Regions from separate parts of the Oryctolagus cuniculus genome. Here region 1 is linked to region 2. The links are chromatin contacts, called in public Micro-C maps. All regions are on one chromosome and are shown on one strand. The core of a region is the stretch at or near the end of the contact, and the rest is flanking DNA. Distances in the headings are between cores, read along the strand shown.

Evidence for each region. Hi-C and Micro-C count contacts between places; a contact is called where the count stands out from the background.
Region 1: a Micro-C map of ear pinna shows a contact between it and region 2, with 2.7 times the contacts expected there. The contact joins two enhancer-like sites. A contact is called at or near these places in 4 of 6 Hi-C or Micro-C datasets (ear pinna, psoas muscle, skin fibroblasts and 1 more).

What each region holds. Positions count from the first base shown.
Region 1 is chr10:22,885,055-22,889,832 of mOryCun1.1, forward strand. All of the region lies in intron 4 of TCF4 (transcription factor 4), which reads left to right. Among named protein-coding and RNA genes, the nearest start is that of TCF4, 190 kb to the left of the region's middle. Within about 2 kb of position 2,452, at least 4 of the 8 cell types and tissues checked have an H3K27ac peak or open chromatin away from gene starts, as enhancers often do. A contact at or near this core is called in ear pinna, where this site is marked.
Region 2 is chr10:22,788,474-22,793,569 of mOryCun1.1, forward strand. All of the region lies in intron 2 of TCF4 (transcription factor 4), which reads left to right. Among named protein-coding and RNA genes, the nearest start is that of TCF4, 89 kb to the left of the region's middle. Within about 2 kb of position 3,073, at least 3 of the 8 cell types and tissues checked have an H3K27ac peak or open chromatin away from gene starts, as enhancers often do. A contact at or near this core is called in ear pinna, where this site is marked.

The DNA of each region.
Region 1 (4,778 bases), core at 1,202-3,701, 96 kb after region 2:
TGTTTGTTTGTTTTGTCTTTTAAGGAAAGGAAAGCTGAGAGCCACAGAACCTGAGGCAGCTTACTAGGAATTCTGAGTTTAAAACAGGGAGCGGAGCTTATCCTTAACACTTGTGAGTTGAAGTTAGTATTTCGGGTCTGTTGCCAGGATAAGGTTGTGGGACCCTTGCAAATGTACAGTTTCATCTGGGTTCAGTGATTCCTGGATGAGTTTGTGATACAGGACACCAAAGGCCATGGAAATTATTTAGGGCACAACATCTTGATACAGAATTGGATCTTTAGAAGATTGTGGGTAACTAAGGTTTCGTTTTAACCAAGTCTGGGGTTGGGGGGCATGGTTAAAAGTATGCCGCTTCCAATTCGTGGATTTCTAATTTCAGTCTAATTATGACTTTGTCGTGTGACCCACATCTTGCTGCCTCACAAGCAAGGAACTGAAAATTTCTGTTTCCAGCGGCAGACAGTTGGGGTGCCACAACCAAGCAGTCACCCTTAAAAATTAATGAGCTTAATGATGGTTCGAGAAGCATTTCTGATGGTGGTTTAGGAGGGAGGGGCGTGGGGCTGGCAGCAGGAAGAAGACGGGACTCCTCCTAAGTGACAATGATGCGAGCCCCTGTCCTTATCTCCCCTCCCCACCGCCCTTCCCCCCAGTCGCCACCCCTTCCATCCTCCTCTCTTCACCGAAGCCAAAGCAGATAGAAAGACAGGGCGATTATGAAGACGTCAGTTGGAGCGTAGGCAGGCGAGAGGGGCGCAGCGCCCCAGATGAGGTCCGGGGGGAGCTGAGGAGGGTCACTCATGGACGACCGTGTGTGTGTGTCTGACAGACTGTGAAATGGTGCGTTGTTGCACGGCTGCGCTGCACCTGGGCCCTTCATCTGTGATTGATTGGTTTGGTCATGTGTAATGGTCCCATCTGCTCGGTGTTGTTTTTCTTTTTTTACTTATAAACACCGTTCCCAGCGGCTGAGGGAGGATGAGCTATGTTTTGTCATCTTCACTTACACTTTAGCTCAAAAAAGTGGCCAAGTAGGTAAGCTCTGAAGTCTATGCAAGTCGCGTAGTAGGAAAGTCCGGCGTCTGCCCTCCGCTCGCTGAGTGTGGGTGTGTGTGAGTGTGCGTGTGCGCGTCTTGTCCTCTCCTGCGCACGCGTCTGTGCATAGGGTTTTCATGCTGCCTGTTTGTATCTGCAGAGTTCACGAACCACGGAGGACCAAAAATTCGCAGAAATGATTTGCACAAATCTGGGTATTGTGATTCTTACTGCAGCAAGGAGGTTTTTTTTTTTTTTTTTTTTTTTTGTAACGAAGCCAATACTTAATTAAAACCGCTGACATCATGGTGTTATAATTAAGCGTGGCATTAATTAAGCTGGAATAATGATTTTTTTTTATTAAGGACTGCTTCTATTGTATAGGACTGTTATCGGCTAAAAACAAAATAAATTTAACACAGAAATAAATTCCCTTTAACCTAGCCCTTTTCAACTTCCCCAAAGTCCAACCTCAGGACTGTCGTCATCAGGGGTGTGTGTGTGTGTCTGTGTGTGTGTGTGTGAGTGTGTGTGTTTGGTAGTGTTGGGATGGGGGAGAGTGGAAGTGAAATTTGTTTTTTTTCACCCAAAAATGCTGATCGGCTCCTGGCATTCTGATGGCTAATTATGCATCGGAGAGCTTCGACAGCTGCATTCATCATCATAAAATGTAATAATTAATGACATTCCAACAAAGAAAAATATGCAAATGAGGACTCATTAGCATTTTCATATTCAGCTTTGATAATGCTTTTGCTGACAAGGTTGTAATTAATGAAAATTCATGTCGCAGTCAGGAGATTGGATCGGTTTCATTCCGCTCACAATTCCCAAATGCTTGCATTATGGAAAATCGGCAGCTCTGCCAACTTTTCAGGGAAGAAAAAAACACACACACACACTAAAAGCACCAGATGCAAATTAATGGTAGGGAGTCTTTAACTCTTTAATCCACCCCCCTAAATTTCCATCATAGGAAACATGTGATGAGTGTTAGCCTAAGAACCAGATTCCACCCCCCCCCCCTTTTGTAATAGCAATGAAAGTACTTTTATTTGTAATCCAAATGTGAGAATTTCTGGCAAACTTTTTTTAAGTGTATATATGTGTGTGTGTGTGTGAGTGTGTGTGTGTGTGTGTGTGTGTATATATATAAATCCTGCTACCTTTTCCCTTCTTTCCTTTTCCCTTTCAAGACTATTTAAATTTACATAGTAAAACATGTTAGGACAGCCAAGCCCCAGCGTGTTGTGGGCTGTCCTCTAGCTGGCAAATTTACGCCACAACAGTTTATTCATCCACATGCTTTTTGGCAACTCCTCATCACGTATTTGGGCTTAGATCCTCCGGTGCCTCCCTCCGTGTGCTACCCATAAGGTCGGAAGAAAAGCAAGTATTCGATTTCTAAATTAAGGATGGTCTCCCCCTCACCCCCATGATAGCTGTTTCTTCAGTGCTTTTTCTTTTTAATCTATTCCCTTTGCGGTTTAGTGTAAGGGTTTGAGAATGTGCCCATAATTCTCTCACTCAACACTTGCAGTGTCGTGTTGTGCCTCAAATGTAATTTTAGGAGATACTACGCCATCCAAATGGATACCCAGAACGCCCAGAAAAGAGATCCTGACGTTTAGTCCAGAGAGCTATGGATTTATAAACCCTCTGTGAATTGCTTTCAAAATGTGGGCTTTAGGTTGACAACTATTTGTGCCAACCTGGTACCATGTTTGTCACAGTAGCATGAAGTTAAACTGAGTTTGACCCTAAGGTTAGAAAGGGAACCACAGAATTCTGACTCCATTTCATATTTGTCTTTAAGTTTAAAAAAAAAATCAGTGAAACAATTTTTTTTTGGCCAAGGAAGATGTTTTTAAAAGAAAAGTTTGTAGTATAAGGATAGGAATAAGAAAAAGGGATATTGAAAACCTATTTCTTTATAAACTATAAAATTTATAAGCATTTTGATTCTAAAATGATAGCAAACAACTCTGGGAGTTCCTAAGATGCTGTTTCCTGTTTATTTAAAGTCAAATCCTGATTCCCAAAGTTGCTAGCCCAGCATAAAGAAAGAATATAAATACGCCTTGTTAGGACAAGACAGAAGCCTGAGTATGTGGGGTCTCAGGTTTTAAAGAATATCGTAGTAAAATGAAAGTATCAACAATTGTTAAATGAGGACTTTGACTCCCCTCCCTGTTGATGTGATTTAGAATGTCTAGGCTTTCCTTCTTACCGATTTCTCAGAGTTCTAAGAAGCAGAATTTTATTTCAGTCTCTTTTTCCAACTTTGGCTTTGCCGCAGCTTGTATCCGAACCTGTGTGCCTGTGCATACATGCGTGTGTGTCAATGTGTGTGCACCCGTGTCTGCAGACTGTGGTGGCTCTGTCCTCTTTCTTTTAAAATCTATTGTGTTAAAATAGCAGGCAGAAGAAGGTTTCACTTTTTTTTTTGTTTGTTTCTTTTTCATGCGGGCAAACTGCCCATCCAGATGGTAGAATTTCACCTGTAAGCAATCTGAAACGATAGGTTAATTCTGACATTTTAGAGAGCTTTTTTATTTTCTTTTCATACAGTACAAGTAAGCACAGAGTAACTGCTGAAGGTGGTGTTTCCTTTTTCTTTTCTTTCAAGGCACTTCCGGCTGTGATTGGTTCCATTTTGCCCCCAAAATCTGTATTTGGGGCACAATTAAAATCTGTGGCTTTAGGCACTTTGCTGTTATTGTCAAAACCACATCTGATGAAGTCTTTGACCACTTCTAATGTGTGCAGATGAGGCAGTGAGGGCAGAAGAGAAAGAGCAAGTGGGGAGCAGCAGGTTAGTCGCCTAGAAGCTGCTCCTTTTAATTCTGTGAGCGGGAGTGTTCCACTGGCTTTGATTAATTCCCTGTTAGTTTTCTCCTCCCACCAAATTCTCAAATGTAGACCAATTCATAGCTTCTTAAGCCATGCCTAGCTTGGTATTAGCGACCAGAACCTTGAGATCTGCATTTGTTTTTCAGTGTAGCTAGCCTATGATGGCTTATGAGCTTTAGGTAAACTGGCAAAATATTTTGAAATGGTCTGTTGACTTGTTATCAAGGATTCCCATTGCTGCATAGGAAGTTTTGAGGCTGCTTTTGAAGCGTGGAAGAGGAAGGGAATGTGGGAAGTTTTTGTTTTTGTTTTTGTTTTTACTCATGTAGTCGTTATCTATTTACAAGTTAGTTTTCGGTACCTTTTATTATTAATAGAAAACCATCCTTTTCATGAGTTTTATTTCTTGAGTTATTCATTAGAGTAAAGGTGACTCCAGATGCATCTGCTTCCCTGGCTGGAGTTTTCCTTGCTAAGACTTGGGACTCTGGTCATGATCATTTGTCGCTTTTGCTGTTCCCTCTTGCACACGTTAATACTTCCTGTGGGCATTTTCTTTTTCAAGCGGTGGGATGCTCACTGTCCAGCTGCAAGCCACATTTACTGGAGTTACTGGACTCTGAAATAGGAAACCTGTGGGCGGTCACTTGTACCCTCCCCAGGAGCAGTGGGTTCAGTCAATGAGAATTACAGCCCCATGATTGAGAATTCTAAAGTAGTTGCTTTTCCAGGACCTGCAAGGGTTTTCTTTCAGGTATTGCAACAAAATCAACATTTGTTTGTGGGCAGTGCAGCCAATGTGCCTGCCAGTATCCCCCATCCAGTTGCTTCTCACATTTCCCTTGCAAACTTTCCCATTGGTTGGGGTCTGTGGAGAGATTTCAGTG
Region 2 (5,096 bases), core at 1,823-4,322:
AAGTTTTAATCATTCAGTACATTTGACTGAAGTTATGCTCTATCTGCCTACTTTGAGAATGAATTTAGATTTCTGTTCTTAAAAGTACTTGGTGCAGTTTGTATATCCAGTAAAATAAAAGTTGCCATTTTCACAAGTCAGTTTTTTGATGCTAAGGTACCTCTTTTGCTATATGAAATTTCCAAACTCCAGCACAGAAGTTGAATGACAATATTTACATTATTCAAATAGTGTTAGGGAACTATTTTTAGCTTCTGAAATAGCAGAGAATTTATTTTTCTACTATTGAATTTACTTTTTTACCTAAATCTAGGTTGTAAATCCAAAAATAAAACCTAGCATTTTATTAAAATGTCCTACTGTTCGCCCTTTGCAATCCTACCTTGCTGAACTGTGTCCAGATATGTGGGAAAATAATTTATTGTATTGTGTTGAAAAATAATAGTAAAAGTATATGTGGTATGTGGAAGGAACACTCAAAACAGATCTACCCAGACATCAACAGGATATTATTACCCCGAAGAAATGACGACAGTTTGCCAGCTTGATGCGTAGAGGAAGGAAATTTACAAACATCTCCAAGAGAGGCATGGTGAGCGCTGAAGGAAATGAGGCACGTCCTGCTTTTATTGCGCTTATTGGAGTGGGATTCCCAGAAGGCTGAACAAGGCTGTCCTGAGACCTCTGTTTGGCAAAGATCTTGTTGACTCATATTTTATTTTTGTTTTGGTAAAGGTCTGCTATTGTTCAGATTTCTAATGCAGCTCATAAACACACAGCCAATATCATTTCCCCTTCTACCGACTGATGTATTCAAATAAATGAAAATCCACCCTCATGGCTAACTGCTGTTCTGTTTCCGTGAAGCACAGAAGAGTAACAAGCAACCTCCTTTAAAGGAAGGTGCCTTGAATGGAGATCTTTACAAACTTTGTATTTTAGAGTTTCAATTGCCAGATATATTGACAGAATTTGTCACTTCCTATTTGTATGGAAGTGGAGGTAAATATTTATGTAACTTGTATTTTATAAGCCCAGTCTCTATTAAAAAAGTTTCATCTGTTGCCGTCAGAAGTTGAATCACTAGACGTTCTTGACTGAGGTTTGTTGGAAAGACTGTGGCTGGAATGCATGGTTTAGAGTCATAGAGTCATATAATACTTGAATATATTTAAAAAATTTAAAAACACATGAGAATGTTCTGGAGAATATTATAAACATTTCTGATTTTTTTAAGCTCTTTTTTTTTTTTTTTGCTGTATCTATCAAAACGCCCAACATTGCCACGCCTCTTTAGACAAATAATGGGATGGAGCTCTCCCTGGGTCCTCCGCTGTGACTCAGGCAGTCTGAGGGGCAGACGGAGAGTCACCTCTGGAGTTACAGGTGATGGACGCGTCTCCTTAGCCTTGAGTCAGAAGATGTGATTACTGCCAGTCTCACTCATTGAGTGACACCACATAGAACATGGGGAGACATGGGGAGGGGGAGACTTGGCCTTGGTTTGGTAGACATTTTTTTATAGAAAGTTTTTATTTAATAAATGTAAATTGTGTAAGTACAACTTTTGGATGGTTTGATAGAAATTTAAAGGAGACAAATGTGAAAGAGAAAAACAGTGTGAGAGAGTGGAAGGCCAGTGTTGGTTAAAAAAAAATCTTTGCTTTTGCTTTCATTTCTCTTACTTCTTCCTTAGGATTCTTCCTTTAGGTAATTATTTCCAACCATTTTCATGTATAAAGATTTCCAAAGAAAGTACTTACTTCAACCTTTGAAAGGTAGCCTCAGGGTGAAGATAGGACTGATTGTCAAAGGAATTTCCCTGGCTGCCATCCCAAAAGTTTCAGTTCTTGTGATCCCCCACCCCCCGACCTGCTGGGCCTTCCATTTTTGGCACAGACCCCCAGATTAATGTCTGGCTTTGTGAAATTCCTGTAGGACACAGGGTTGGGGGCTATTTCAGGACCTAATGATTCATGTGACTTAAGATTTTGAGGAACGTGGCCCTCCTCCTAGTGTACAGGGACTACCTTTTGGGGTAGTCCTTTTGGGGGGATTGCTTTAGGTGTCACATTCAGCCATTACGAGATTTCACCCCTGATGACCTGAGTTGCTTTTCAACTACTTGAGGATGATTCAGAAGGCTTGTGGAGAAATAAAATTAAAAAGCCAGTTTATTGTGGTGCAAATAATTTTGAAATGTCTGCACAGTTTCTGCAGAATGTGTGTTTTCCATGAGCTTTTTGAAGATTCCTTGTATATTTAAAGGGGATCATGCCATTTGTGATCCATATTTTTCAAAATGAACTCGATTTTGTTTACAAATCCGGGGGCTTTTTTTTTTTTTTTGCAGGCTGTCCTGGCAAGAGAGGCGCTGAATATTTCCGTGAGTGTAGTTTTCTACACAGTGCATTAACACTGGAAACACAAGAAACACTGTCAGTGTCTGAACTGGGTATATGGTGGTGTGTCTGTGCATGTGTCCGGTTGCTATTGTGCTTGCCTTTAAGTAACTGTACTTTTATCAGGGAAAGAGTAACTAAGGTAACCTCAAAGCTCTATGTCAGTCCTTCAGCAATATCATTCAAAAATCCCATCCTGTGTGTAACATTGCTTTAGAAAATCGTAATACTTGGGGGCAGTAAGGGAGCAGTAATGGTCCTTTAGTACTTGTAGAAATAGGACACACATAGATAGACTTTAATGCCAACTAATCTGATTTTTGGTACAGATTATTCAGGCGTTAGGCATTTGTCAAACTCAGGAACGGGAGTCTTTTTCCTGTTAAAAATATGTTTTTTTTTTTAAACTTAAAGGAGTCTTCCTGTGATTTTTTGAGAGAAGATATATGCTGATGTTTACTTCATATAATCTGTTTAACAGTTAATCAAAATACAAATTAGGTTTTGTTTGGATTTTTAAAGTCAGCCCATCCTTTCCAAAAGTAAGCAGATTTCTTATAGGGATTGTGAAATGAAGGCTTGTTGCACTGAGCATGTATTGCGGTTTGTTATTTGCAGTTTGTTATTAAGTGTTTCCAGGAATAACAGGGCATGCACGGCAACAGTGTTTACTCTGCAGATTTCTGGTGTTTTCTAGCTGGAGAACAAGTGTGAGCTGGAAAGGGTGGGCTTTCCAGCACCGATTCCGGCTTTTAATCTCAGTTCTGCCACTTGCTACCTGAAGCCTGGGGCAACACAATTATTTAATTTCTGTATAAAACGAGGATAATATAAGTATCTACTTCGTTGGGCTACGAGAATTAAATGAGTTAGTACAGTTAAAGCTCTGAGAACAGTGTTTGGCTCTTATTAACTGCTCAGTGAGTATTTTGAAAGTTATTAGCATGATCAAATTTTGAGAAGCAAAATATAACCGGGCAGTTTCTCAGTTATCATTAGAAATAATAACTACGTCTGAAAATTCACCAGAATATTGACATTCAAAAACCATTCTTAGAAGTGGTGGCAGGGAACTGCTGTCGCAGGGAGATTCAGGAGTGGCAGTGTGGTTACAGGGAACGGTGGCGTGGACGGGCTGAGACCGTGGTCAGACCAATTGAAAGCAGCAGTGTTTGCTGAAGATGTTTTTGTTTCATTTTAATGACTCTGCAGTTCACATATCAAGTGATATGGGGTTTTGAGAGTCAATTTGTTTCATGGTAGAGGGATTTGGGGCACATTGTGTGTTGGGTGTGTTGGGGGGGGTCCTCCAACCACCTCTTCCCATTGCTGCTGGTTCTTCAGTCAGGAGACCCCATTTCTCTCACTGGTTCTGTTGTTTGGGGAAGCGCCAGCTTGAGGATGTGGCTTGTTAGGCGACAAATAATCATCAGTTTTTCCTCCTGGTTGTAGCCACTTCCAGGTCACCCAGATCAGTTCCTCCATCTTACTGAAGTGACTGCAGCAGGGCTAGTTCAGCCTAGATCTTTTCAGGGCAATGCAGAAAATGAGGGGAACTCATTACCAACAACACTTGAGCCCAGTCTGTTAGCCAAGTGATTTCTCTGTGTACTTAATACACACCAAACTCTTCTCCCCCAGCATTCTCCAACAATAATTCAGTCGAGGTTAGAAATCAGTGGTTACCTCTGTGGTTGCCAGCAGTGCTGTGGCTGTAAAGATGTTCGGGTCTTCATCTTCATGTGTGCAGTTACCCGTTGGTGTGCAAGTGAACTGTACAGAAGTATGTTAAGTCTTAGGTAAGGAAAACATAATTGGAATAATTCTGTTGAAATGAATGAGTGTGTGTGTTTCTGGTGAAATATCTTTGGGGTGTGTGATGACATTGTAGGCATTTGAATATGTGTGTTATCATGGCTAACGTTTCTGCATTGAACATTTAACTTCGTCTGCTAAATCGAAAATGCGGATCGAGAACTGGCAAGTAGCAGCCTCAGACCCTCCTGTGTGTGTTGGACTTATACGTACTAGAAAGTAGCCTGCAGTGATGGGAAGCGCAGTTTTATAACACGTCGAGTGGGTTGAGGGTCATTGAGCCACTGAGAAACTGCTGCTGCCTTCTGATTTCTACTGCAAATGGTCAGTGTTTCTAGATCTGAACAATGATAGAAAAATGATCTGGTCATTAAGTAAAACTGAGATTGAAGTGTTTGTCGTCAGAGTCTGAAATCTTGAAAACTGGAAAAACAAGCTTTCCAGCTTCATTTCACAGATGAAGAAACCGTTGCGGAGAGGTGTCTCCATGGAGGTCACACAGTGAAGAGCCCGGGCTAGAACTCAGGCCAGCTGAATCTGGGTCTGGTGCTCTTTCGATGTAAATGAAGTTTAGTTTTGCTTTTTTGCAGAATCATTAGATTAGACCCACTCCCATACCAAGTAGTTCTGCACTTGGACAGGATCTGCACTTCCTGGATTTGAAAGTTGGTTCTGTGTGTCATAGTTAGTGTTTTAGTTGCTGTCTTTCAGTTCCTTTGTCTGTACAGTGTGTACAGTAATTTTATAGATTGGAATGAGGACTAAATAATACTTTCAAGAGTGCCTGGCACTCTTGTTAGTAATAATTATATTAGTAATGAGTATTTTATTATTAAGAGTAAAGTATTGTTTTTAGACACATTAGCTATCCAGCATGTG